Regions from separate parts of the Pan troglodytes genome. Here all the other regions are linked to region 3. A link is a contact called in public Hi-C and HiChIP or PLAC-seq data. All regions are on one chromosome and are shown on one strand. Each heading gives the region's core, a stretch centred on a gene start, on an enhancer-like site or on the middle of the called end of the contact. The rest is flanking DNA. Distances are from core to core; before and after follow the strand shown. Region 1 overlaps IPPK (inositol-pentakisphosphate 2-kinase). Region 2 holds the start of ANKRD19P (putative ankyrin repeat domain-containing protein 19-like). Region 3 holds the start of NOL8 (nucleolar protein 8).

What was found. Hi-C and Micro-C count contacts between places; a contact is called where the count stands out from the background. HiChIP or PLAC-seq counts read pairs in DNA pulled down with a chosen protein or histone mark.
Region 1: a Hi-C map of stem cell-derived neural progenitor cells shows a contact between it and region 3, with 4 times the contacts expected there. The contact joins the enhancer-like site here to the promoter of NOL8 in region 3. A contact is called at or near these places in 4 of 7 Hi-C or Micro-C datasets (blood, induced pluripotent stem cells and stem cell-derived neural progenitor cells), 1 of 1 datasets of contacts at active chromatin or transcription factors (stem cell-derived excitatory neurons) and 1 of 1 other capture datasets (stem cell-derived neural stem cells).
Region 2: an H3K4me3 HiChIP or PLAC-seq map of stem cell-derived excitatory neurons shows a contact between it and region 3, with 2.4 times the contacts expected there. The contact joins the promoter of ANKRD19P here to the promoter of NOL8 in region 3. A contact is called at or near these places in 1 of 7 Hi-C or Micro-C datasets (stem cell-derived neural progenitor cells) and 1 of 1 datasets of contacts at active chromatin or transcription factors (stem cell-derived excitatory neurons).

The regions. Positions count from the first base shown.
Region 1 is chr11:45,794,858-45,797,677 of NHGRI_mPanTro3-v2.0_pri, reverse strand. IPPK (inositol-pentakisphosphate 2-kinase) reads right to left here. Exons shown (of 13, transcript XM_016961141.4): 10 at 1,660-1,810; 11 at 886-988. Among named protein-coding and RNA genes, the nearest start is that of IPPK, 36 kb to the right of the region's middle. Within about 2 kb of position 1,372, at least 4 of the 24 cell types and tissues checked have an H3K27ac peak or open chromatin away from gene starts, as enhancers often do. A contact at or near this core is called in induced pluripotent stem cells, stem cell-derived neural progenitor cells and stem cell-derived neural stem cells, where this site is marked.
Region 2 is chr11:45,617,199-45,619,992 of NHGRI_mPanTro3-v2.0_pri, reverse strand. ANKRD19P (putative ankyrin repeat domain-containing protein 19-like) reads left to right here and starts at 1,310. Exons shown (of 7, transcript NM_001246658.1): 1 at 1,310-1,822. The coding sequence starts at 1,617. LOC100608610 reads right to left here and starts at 335. Exons shown (of 2, transcript XM_054658627.2): 1 at 320-335; 2 at 1-175. The coding sequence starts at 335.
Region 3 is chr11:46,104,109-46,106,870 of NHGRI_mPanTro3-v2.0_pri, reverse strand. NOL8 (nucleolar protein 8) reads right to left here and starts at 1,421. Exons shown (of 17, transcript XM_009456898.5): 1 at 1,289-1,421; 2 at 1-169. The coding sequence starts at 121. It overlaps CENPP (centromere protein P), which reads left to right and starts at 1,401. Exons shown (of 8, transcript XM_001146410.8): 1 at 1,401-2,076. The coding sequence starts at 1,970.

The DNA of each region.
Region 1 (2,820 bases), core at 123-2,622, 310 kb after region 3:
AGGCACACGCCACTACGTCCAGCTAATTTTTTTGTTTTTCTTTTGTAGAGATGGGCGTCTCACTATGTTGACCAGGTTGGCTTCCAACTTTTGGTTTTAAGTAATTCTCCCACCTCAGCCTCCCAAAGTGCTGAGCCAAAATATTTTTAAAAACAAATGTATTCTGTAGTAATATGTAACATTTAATGCAGTGATGAATAAACCACATCTCAAAGTGTCTGCAGTTACAGTGTGAGACGGAAAGTCTGTTTTTTTATTCTCTTAGTGGCAAACTCCTGGGTCCTGATGAACCCACAGGCTCATTGCCACATTCGTAATGGAAAGAAATGCTAAATTCCAGGTACAGCTTAGTGAAAATGAAGATGCCATTTTTTTCCTATCCAAGCTCATGGAGCCCTGAATTTCACAGACCCAGGAAGTACAGGGCCAGTCCTCTTCCCTAAGAGACTCCTGCAGGCTGTCCCTTGGCCTCGGTTCTAAGGGAAGGAAGCCGCCCGCATACAGCCAAGGGCAGGGCAGAGGCACAGGTGGGGTCCCAGGACCCTGGCAAGGGCCTTGTAGCAAGGGACAGTTGGCAGAGAGCCTGTTGTGGGCTGCTGAGAAGGCATGCAGATGGGTTGCAGATCGGCCGCCCCTGGGGCCTGACCCCACCAGGAACGGGCCAGGGCAGAACTCAACCAAGGGAAATTCCCCTTAAAACCTCAATGCACCACCACCTGCCCCGGTTCATCTGGGAGAAACTTCAGCCACTTCTTTTTGATCCCAAGTTTTCTGCTTTAAACCTCAGGGGTAGGTAATGGAAAAAAAAAAAACAAAGAACAAAAAAACAGATTAGTGCTAAGAAGCTAAGGATCACACAGCAAGTTTTTGGATGGGTCTGCCCACCTTCGTTAGCGCGAAGGCCACTGTCCCGTCATCCTCAGTGGAAAGGTCAAGCAGCTTCTGGTAAAATGCTTCATCATAAGGCCCATCTATTTGTAAGGTTTTTCTGAAGAAGAAAGCACAATAAAAGCAGGATGACAAAGCCGCACAGAGGTTGTTTCTTAAACTGCTAACACAGTCTACAAAGCCCAGCACCACTAAACATCACACATTTTGTTTTGAAAAACACATAACAGATCTATCTCCCTCATGTTAAACATCAAGGTTTTTAACAGAACTTAGCAAGACCAGAACCAGTGAGCCTTGAAGCTGAGCCTTCTCCTGTTCATGACAAGTAGCAACCTGCGTCAGAGATGCAAGGAAGACCAGCGAGGAAGGAAGAGGATCCTGGCCCCGACTGGACACCGCGGGTGTGGACCCCAATGACCCGCAGTGAAAGCCCAGGACAGAGGCTGGGCTGACACAGAAGGACCTGCAGGAGCGCTGCTCAGCTGTGGAGCAACACTGCCCTCTGCAGGCTCGGCCCCAACTTGGGGTTTCGAATTAGCAAGGTCACAGACGTGCTTTCTTTTCTAGAAACAAGTGACCCTGTTCCTCCTTTACAAGGCACTACATTCCAGAGCAGGCCTGGGCACCTGGGAGCAGAGGACTGGGGTAGGAAGTGGCCGGCATGCTTCATCCTCCTGGGAAGCTGTGCCTTGGGAGGCGCATTCTTACCCTGCCCACCCCCACAGTCTCCTCTCAGGGCTGCCCAAGAGGGGGACCGCCCGACCTCACCTCTCCTCGGGAAACTCTTCCAGGTATCGCTCAACCCGGTTGTACAGAGGGTAGAGGCCTTCGATGTCCAGCAGGTCCAACATCTGCACCTGGAGGGTTTTGTACAGAAGACAGCCCTTCGGTAACCCCGAGCGCTCTGGGGTGTTTTTTCCTACCGAGAACATCAGGGGAAAACGAGAGCATGTTGATTATCAAAGAACGTGGAGGGAGACACAGGCCGGCGCAGACCGCAGGGCTCATCCTGGGCTCCGCCATACGGGCACCGCCACAGGCAAGGACTGGACCCTGGACTGGCGCTAAGGACAGACGAGATGACGCTCCCGCCTCACAGAGCTGCTGGAGCTGCAGCGTGCCTGGACCACACTGGATGCACCAGGCCAAGCACAAAGGAGGGAGCAAGAAACGCACATGTCCTGCCTCGTGCCTCTCCTCTCCCAACACAACTCTCAGAATGTCCTTTAGATTCCACCACAACAGCCCTGGAAGTCACTTTATGATCTAAGTTTAGACATAATCCTCATTTTAAGTCAGGACACAAAATTTCTTTTTCTTTTTTTTTTTTTTTGAGACAGAGTCTTGCTCTCTGTGGCCCAGCCTGGAGTGCAGTGGCGTGATCTCGACTCATTGCAACTGCAAGGCAAGGAATTTCTAAGATCCTGCTGACATCCTAAATCTGCAAGACCACTAAAGGAGGAAAACCCTGGGACACTGTCTGCAGAGTCCAGAGCCATGAGCCCACACTGAGAGCCCACACTGAGAGGCAGGTAAGACCTGGGCTGGCGACAGGCACGAGCTCAGAACCAGCCACACAGAGCCACAGACAGGGGTCAAAGCCACTGACAAGGACCTGTTATATCATAGGGACAGAGGCAGAAACAAAACTCCACTTGCCACTCACAGTTGTTTGGCACCTGTGCTGTACAGGGTGCCAAGTGAGCTTGGGAGGTACCAAGTCCCAGATCATCTCCTGCCACTGAAGGGAGCAACCATCTCCCACAAAGAACCAAACTACAGGCAAAGACACAGTAAGAAAGGTGTCCATGCAGGGGGAAAACTGTAGTCAGCTGCAGATTTCACTAGGACCCGGCACGAAAATGCCAACGTGCAGGGAAACAGGAGTAAAAGTTCATATGCCCAACTAGAGGGGATTTGTTAAAATTA
Region 2 (2,794 bases), core at 61-2,560, 490 kb after region 3:
TGTGAGCAAGAAGATGAAAAAAGCCACCCGATCAACAGGTCAGCTGCCCCGCCTGGCAGCCCAGCCAGACAAGGCAACCGAAGTTCATCCTCTCTGAGTTGACTTCGTGCGGGCAGCGGGCCGGCGCCCAGGATGCTGGGGAGCCCTGCGCGCTGGAGGCCGACAAGCCGTGGGGCTCAGAGGCGCCTCAGGGCGAGAAGGCACCCGCCTCCCAGCGCTTTCACCCCCTGGCCTGCCCGGCCCGCGTGGTGTCCCAGTGGCTGCGGCCACGCCAGGCATTCTGCCCCGCGGCGGCTGCACAGGGACGAGAACTGAGAACCCCTGCTCAACCCCATCCGGGGTGACTGCCAAATGCCTATGCCAGCGGCCCCGATCTCCCTCCGGTGGAGGAGTGGGGCGGGAGACACGGCCTGGGGGCCTCAGGCTGGGCGCGCTGGCGATCCCGAGGCCGACCAGGTCATGCACCTCCAGTCCGCCTGGGCACCCAAGCTGCAGCCGCCTTCTGTGTGCAGACAGCAGCCTCCAGGCAATCCCCGAGCCCGCCCGCACTCCCTACATCTCAGAACCGGGGCTAGAGGTCCCTGTAGCTGCGGCCAAGCCAGGCGGTCTGCCCTGCGGCGGCTGCACAGGGGCAGGAACCGGCCCTCAGACCCAACCCCGGTGGCTGCAGAGAGCCACTGGCTAGAGGTCCCCAGCTCCAGCAGAGGAGGAGCTGGGCGGGGGCAGGGCCTGGCGGGCTCTCAGGCCAGGTGCACTCGCGATCCAGAGGCAGCCCAGGCCATTCTCCACCACCTGGGCGCCCAAGCTGCAGGCGCCCTCTACCTGCTGGCAACAGCTGCCTGGCCACTCCCAAGCTGGCTGGCGCTCCCAGCCTCGCAGAACCGGGGCTAGATGTCGCCGTGGCTGCGGCGAAGCCCGGCGGTCTGCCCGGCGGCGGCTGCACCGTGGCTGGAACCGACCCCCCAGTCCCATCCCCCATGGCTACGGAGGGCCCCTGTCAGCGGCCCCGATCTCTCTTTGGAGGAGGAGCGGGGCGGGAGTCACGGCCAGGAGGGCCCTCAGGCCGGAAGGGATGCACGTCTGCGATTCCGAGACGTCCCGGGCGAGCCCAGGAGAACCCGCAAGCCAGCAGCGCCTGCGCCCGAGCTGCAGCAGCCCCCTGCAGGCCACGCGGGCTCGGGAGCGGTTTCCGGAGTCCGAGCTGGCGCTGAGCTGCAGGCGCGAGCCTAAAGGCTTAGCCGGGGCTCACGCTGTCTGAGAGATCGGAGCGTTGAGCTACAGGCACGCGCTTAACGGCTTCGTGGAGCTCACTCGGTCTGAGAGGTCGGAGGCTGCGAGTGTCGCTGCTGAAGGCTGTGGTGGACCAGGCTGGATCGCGGATTCTGAGCTACATCGCGGGTTTGGTGGTGGATCTTGGATTTGGGGGTGGATCGCGGGTTTGGGGGGTGGATCTTGGATTTGGGGGTGGATCGCGGGTTTGGGGGTGGATCTTGGATTTGGGGGTGGATCGCGGGTTGTGGGGGGGATGGCGGATTTGGGGCTGGGTGGGGGTGGAAAGGCCACGAGGAGCCGCGGCGGCTCAGGAGCGGGTGGTGGGCGTCTGAAAAGTCGCCACCATGAGGAAGCTCTTCAGCTTCGGGAGACGCCTGGGCCAGGCGCTCCTGGACTCCATGGACCAAGAGTACGCTGGTCGGGGGTACCACATCCGGGACTGGGAACTGCGGAAGATCCACAGGGCTGCCATCAAGGGCGACGCCGCGGAGGTGGAGCACTGCCTGACGCGCAGGTTCCGGGACTTGGACGCCCGCGACAGAAAGGACAGGTAGCGGGGGCTCAGCCTGCGGTGGGAGGGGGCCCCAGGCCCGGCTTCCCTGCAGCCCCTGGGGCGGGGGCCTTGGAGGACCCCGGGCACCCTCGGAGCCGCGGAGCCAAATGGAGCCTCAGCTGCTTTCCATCGCTGGCAATTCCCCGTCTGTAGCACTTGGTGGATAATTTGATTTAACTCACAAAGTTAAGCATATACACGTTTAAAACATGGGGCCATATACATGATAGGGAGGTGCCTAATGAGAACTCATTCCCATGTCAAAAATACCATGAGCCATTTTCAGTAGGCGAAGAGTTCTCAAATTAAACCCTGTGTCAGTTTTAAATCCGAATCCACCTAGGTAGATAGGTTCTTTACTGGGGCTTCTTAGAGGGACACTTGGAAATGGGACGTGGGTTCCTTGAATGAGAAGACTCATTTTTCTCAAAATGTGAGCTCTATGTTTATCAGTTTTACATAAACCAAATAAAAATATCAAGGTTTTATCATTTTTGCATGACACTGTCTATCTTACTATTGTGATGATATTTAAAAATGTTCATAATGGAGTGAAAAAAGACTTGCTCCTCTAGATATCAAAATGTGCTATTAATTCTCACAATTAATTATTTACTAACAGCTGAAAACACAGATAAATAAATGCAACAGAATAGGAAATCCAAAAACACTGAAATATATGTAAGATATATACATAGGGATTGATAATGGTAACATTTCAGATGAGTAGGAAAGGATGAGTTATTAATAACATGCCTGCTGTGTGAAGAAAACTAATGGAATTTTATGTCGCAAAAATGAGTTCCTGATGGAATTTAGACTGAAATTTTTACATATGCAAAATGAGAAAAGTACCAGAAGAAAATACAAAGACTTATATATACAGGTACATTTTATGTTAATAAAGGCATTCCTAAGAATGACCTCGCAAGCAGGCATTCTGAAAGTTGATTTAGCAAACTAAAAATT
Region 3 (2,762 bases), core at 172-2,671:
TGATGATCTCCACATCCGAAACTTCTCCAAATCTGCTGAACTGATTTTGTAGGTCTGCCTCAGAAATGTCCTGGCTAAGGCCACCCACATAAAGGCGCTTCGTTTCTCTGTTCACTTTCATGAAGGCTGGGCATATACTTGGGTGTGTTTCAGTGGGAAAAGTAATTTTCTGTATACAGAGAAGAGTTCTTTCCCTTAGTTCTTCTAAAATCTAACAAAACAACTACTTCCTCTGAACCTTCTGTATCAAATCCGTCTCCTGGATCTGTATTTCACTTCCTATTGTATTACTTCCAAATTTTAGTCTTCGAGGTTTTGCCCAAGCCCTACATCCACATCTTTCATGAATGCACTTTGGAACAGCAACCCCATACCCATATAGACACAGGTACAGACAGAGTTTTTTTCCTCCAAATGGCCATAATATTACACTCTATCCCTCTTAATTTTATGTATTCATGTTTTTAGATGTTTTTCCTTGACTCATTCATACATTCATTTACTGTCTTTAACAAAGTCTGACAGAAACAGGATGTAACGCACTAAAAGATAAAAAGAGCTAGCCTACCTCTTCCTAATTGTCTCCACCCCCAACCTACCCACCCCAGCCTTCTTCCTCCTATAAGACCCAAAGAAGTGAATAGAGAGGCTAGGAGCTCCTGGAGCTCCTTATAGTCACAAAAGAATAAAACAAATGGCACAATATTATGTCACAATAAAAGTGCTGCAAAGTGGGGTTCAGACACAAAGATCAAGGGATATAGCGAATACAGACTTGTGTTTTTGCTATGTGCCTGCATTGTACAAAGTAGTTTGCATGTTTCCCATTTTTCAGGAGAGCAGAAGAGGTTAAGTCACTTCCTCAATGCCATACCGAAAATTAGTGAATCCAGGATTATAATGCAGGTCTACCTTCAGAACTTGGAATTCTTAACACTATACTATGAAGGTTGCTGTATCACAGGGGACTCAGGAAAACTTTTCCAGAGGTACTAGGGCCCATCATAGTATCTCTCATTTCGTTTAGCACCCGGCAGGCGCTCAGCTCTCGCCCTTCCCTTCCCCAAGAGCTGACAGACTCTTTCCAGAAGAGACTCCCAACCAGCGTCCACCATATGGCGTGTATTCTGGGCAGAACTTCGGCCTACCTCTTCGCGATAGTCTCCGCCCCAAGCCTACCCACGGCAGCCTTCTTTCTCTGAGAAGACCCAAAGAAGTGAAGAGAGAGACTAGGAAACGGCCCTGTGACTTCTCATGCCCGAAACCCACTCCTCACCAAGTCGTTCACCTAAAGCCAGCGCCGCTGCAGCCCCTAACTTCTGGTCACATGTCCCAACGGAGCATCCTCTCTTCCTTCCTACTCGATTTCCAACCCAGCCTCCTAAGGTTCCGTTACCACAATTCAGTTCCCAAGAGCTTTTAATTTCCTTTTCCGTCCTCCCACCTTCCCTGACGCCTCCGTCACCTCCCCCTCAACGACTGCAAAAGAGCCCAAACCAAAATCCCCTAGTTTCTATTGAACACTATCGCTGTGTGTACCAATTCCTGGACTAGGTCGGCGTAAGAGAGGAAGTAGGTGAAAAAAATAAAGAGGCGCTCCCCTCCACGTGATCCCAGCCCTGCCTCTTTAGTGAGGCACGCGGCCGGGCGGCTCCAAGGCTGCCGGCTAGGGTGAGCAGCGGAGCGCTTGGGCTTGGAGTAGCAAAGAACGCGCTCTCCAGAGAAAGTATAGCCACTGCTTAGACAGCCAGGGAAACGTGTGCGGGGACGTGGAGGACTCAGGCTCTCGTGCGAGCGCGGAGTTGGACGTGCAGGGCCGCTGGGGTCACGCGGGGCTCTCCCGCCTCCCCTCCGCGTGAGCTCTGGGATGGTCCGCGCCGGGAGCGCGCGCGAGGCTTGAAGCGCGGGTGAAGCGCTCAGGTCGGAGTGACAGCTGCGCTGCCGGCCCGGCTGCGGTCAGCAACGCGCCATGGACGCAGAGCTGGCAGAGGTGCGCGCCTTGCAAGCTGAGATCGCGGCCCTGCGGCGAGCGTGTGAGGAGCCACCGGCGCCCTGGGAAGAGAAGTCCCGAGTCCAGTACGTGACCCCCCAAGTCCCCCAGGGCCCGCTGGCCAGGGTTCCCGGGCCAGGCGGGTGAATCTCCACAGACATCCTCGGTCTCCTACTCCCAGCCCTAGAAAGTGGGCATGAACTGGCATTGATCCTGTCATGACGATGGCCTAGAGTTGGGAGCAGCGCGTACGGCGCCCAGCTGTAAACGCATTGCAGGGTATTAACTCGTTTAATCGCAGTCGTCTGTGTGGATGACTGACAAGGAGGAAGTCTTGACTATATCCCTAGCTAGATAATTCCGCCTCCAGTATGCAGAAGTATCTCTAGTTGGGATTTAATAACTCCGTTTGGTTTCATGGCATTTGTTTTGGTAGGTCAGCTAACCATCTCAACTGATAATGACTTTGTGTTTACGATGACATAAAAATTCCTTTGAAAAATAACCGGTAAAAAACTAAGTTGATAAAAGAAAAGTAGTTAATATAGACTGCAGGAGAATTTGACATTCCTCTGAGGTAGGTGCTACTGTTAGCCCTGTTTTATAGTTGAAGAAACTGAGGCTCAGAGAAGTTAGGTAGCTTGTTCAAGGTTCCAGAGAAAGGAATTTTCAGAGATGGATTGGGACCCAAAAATTTTACTCCAAAGTCTGGGCACTTTTGGTTTATTGAAGGAGAGGGAGAGAAAAGCTCTGCAACCGTAATTATGTATCA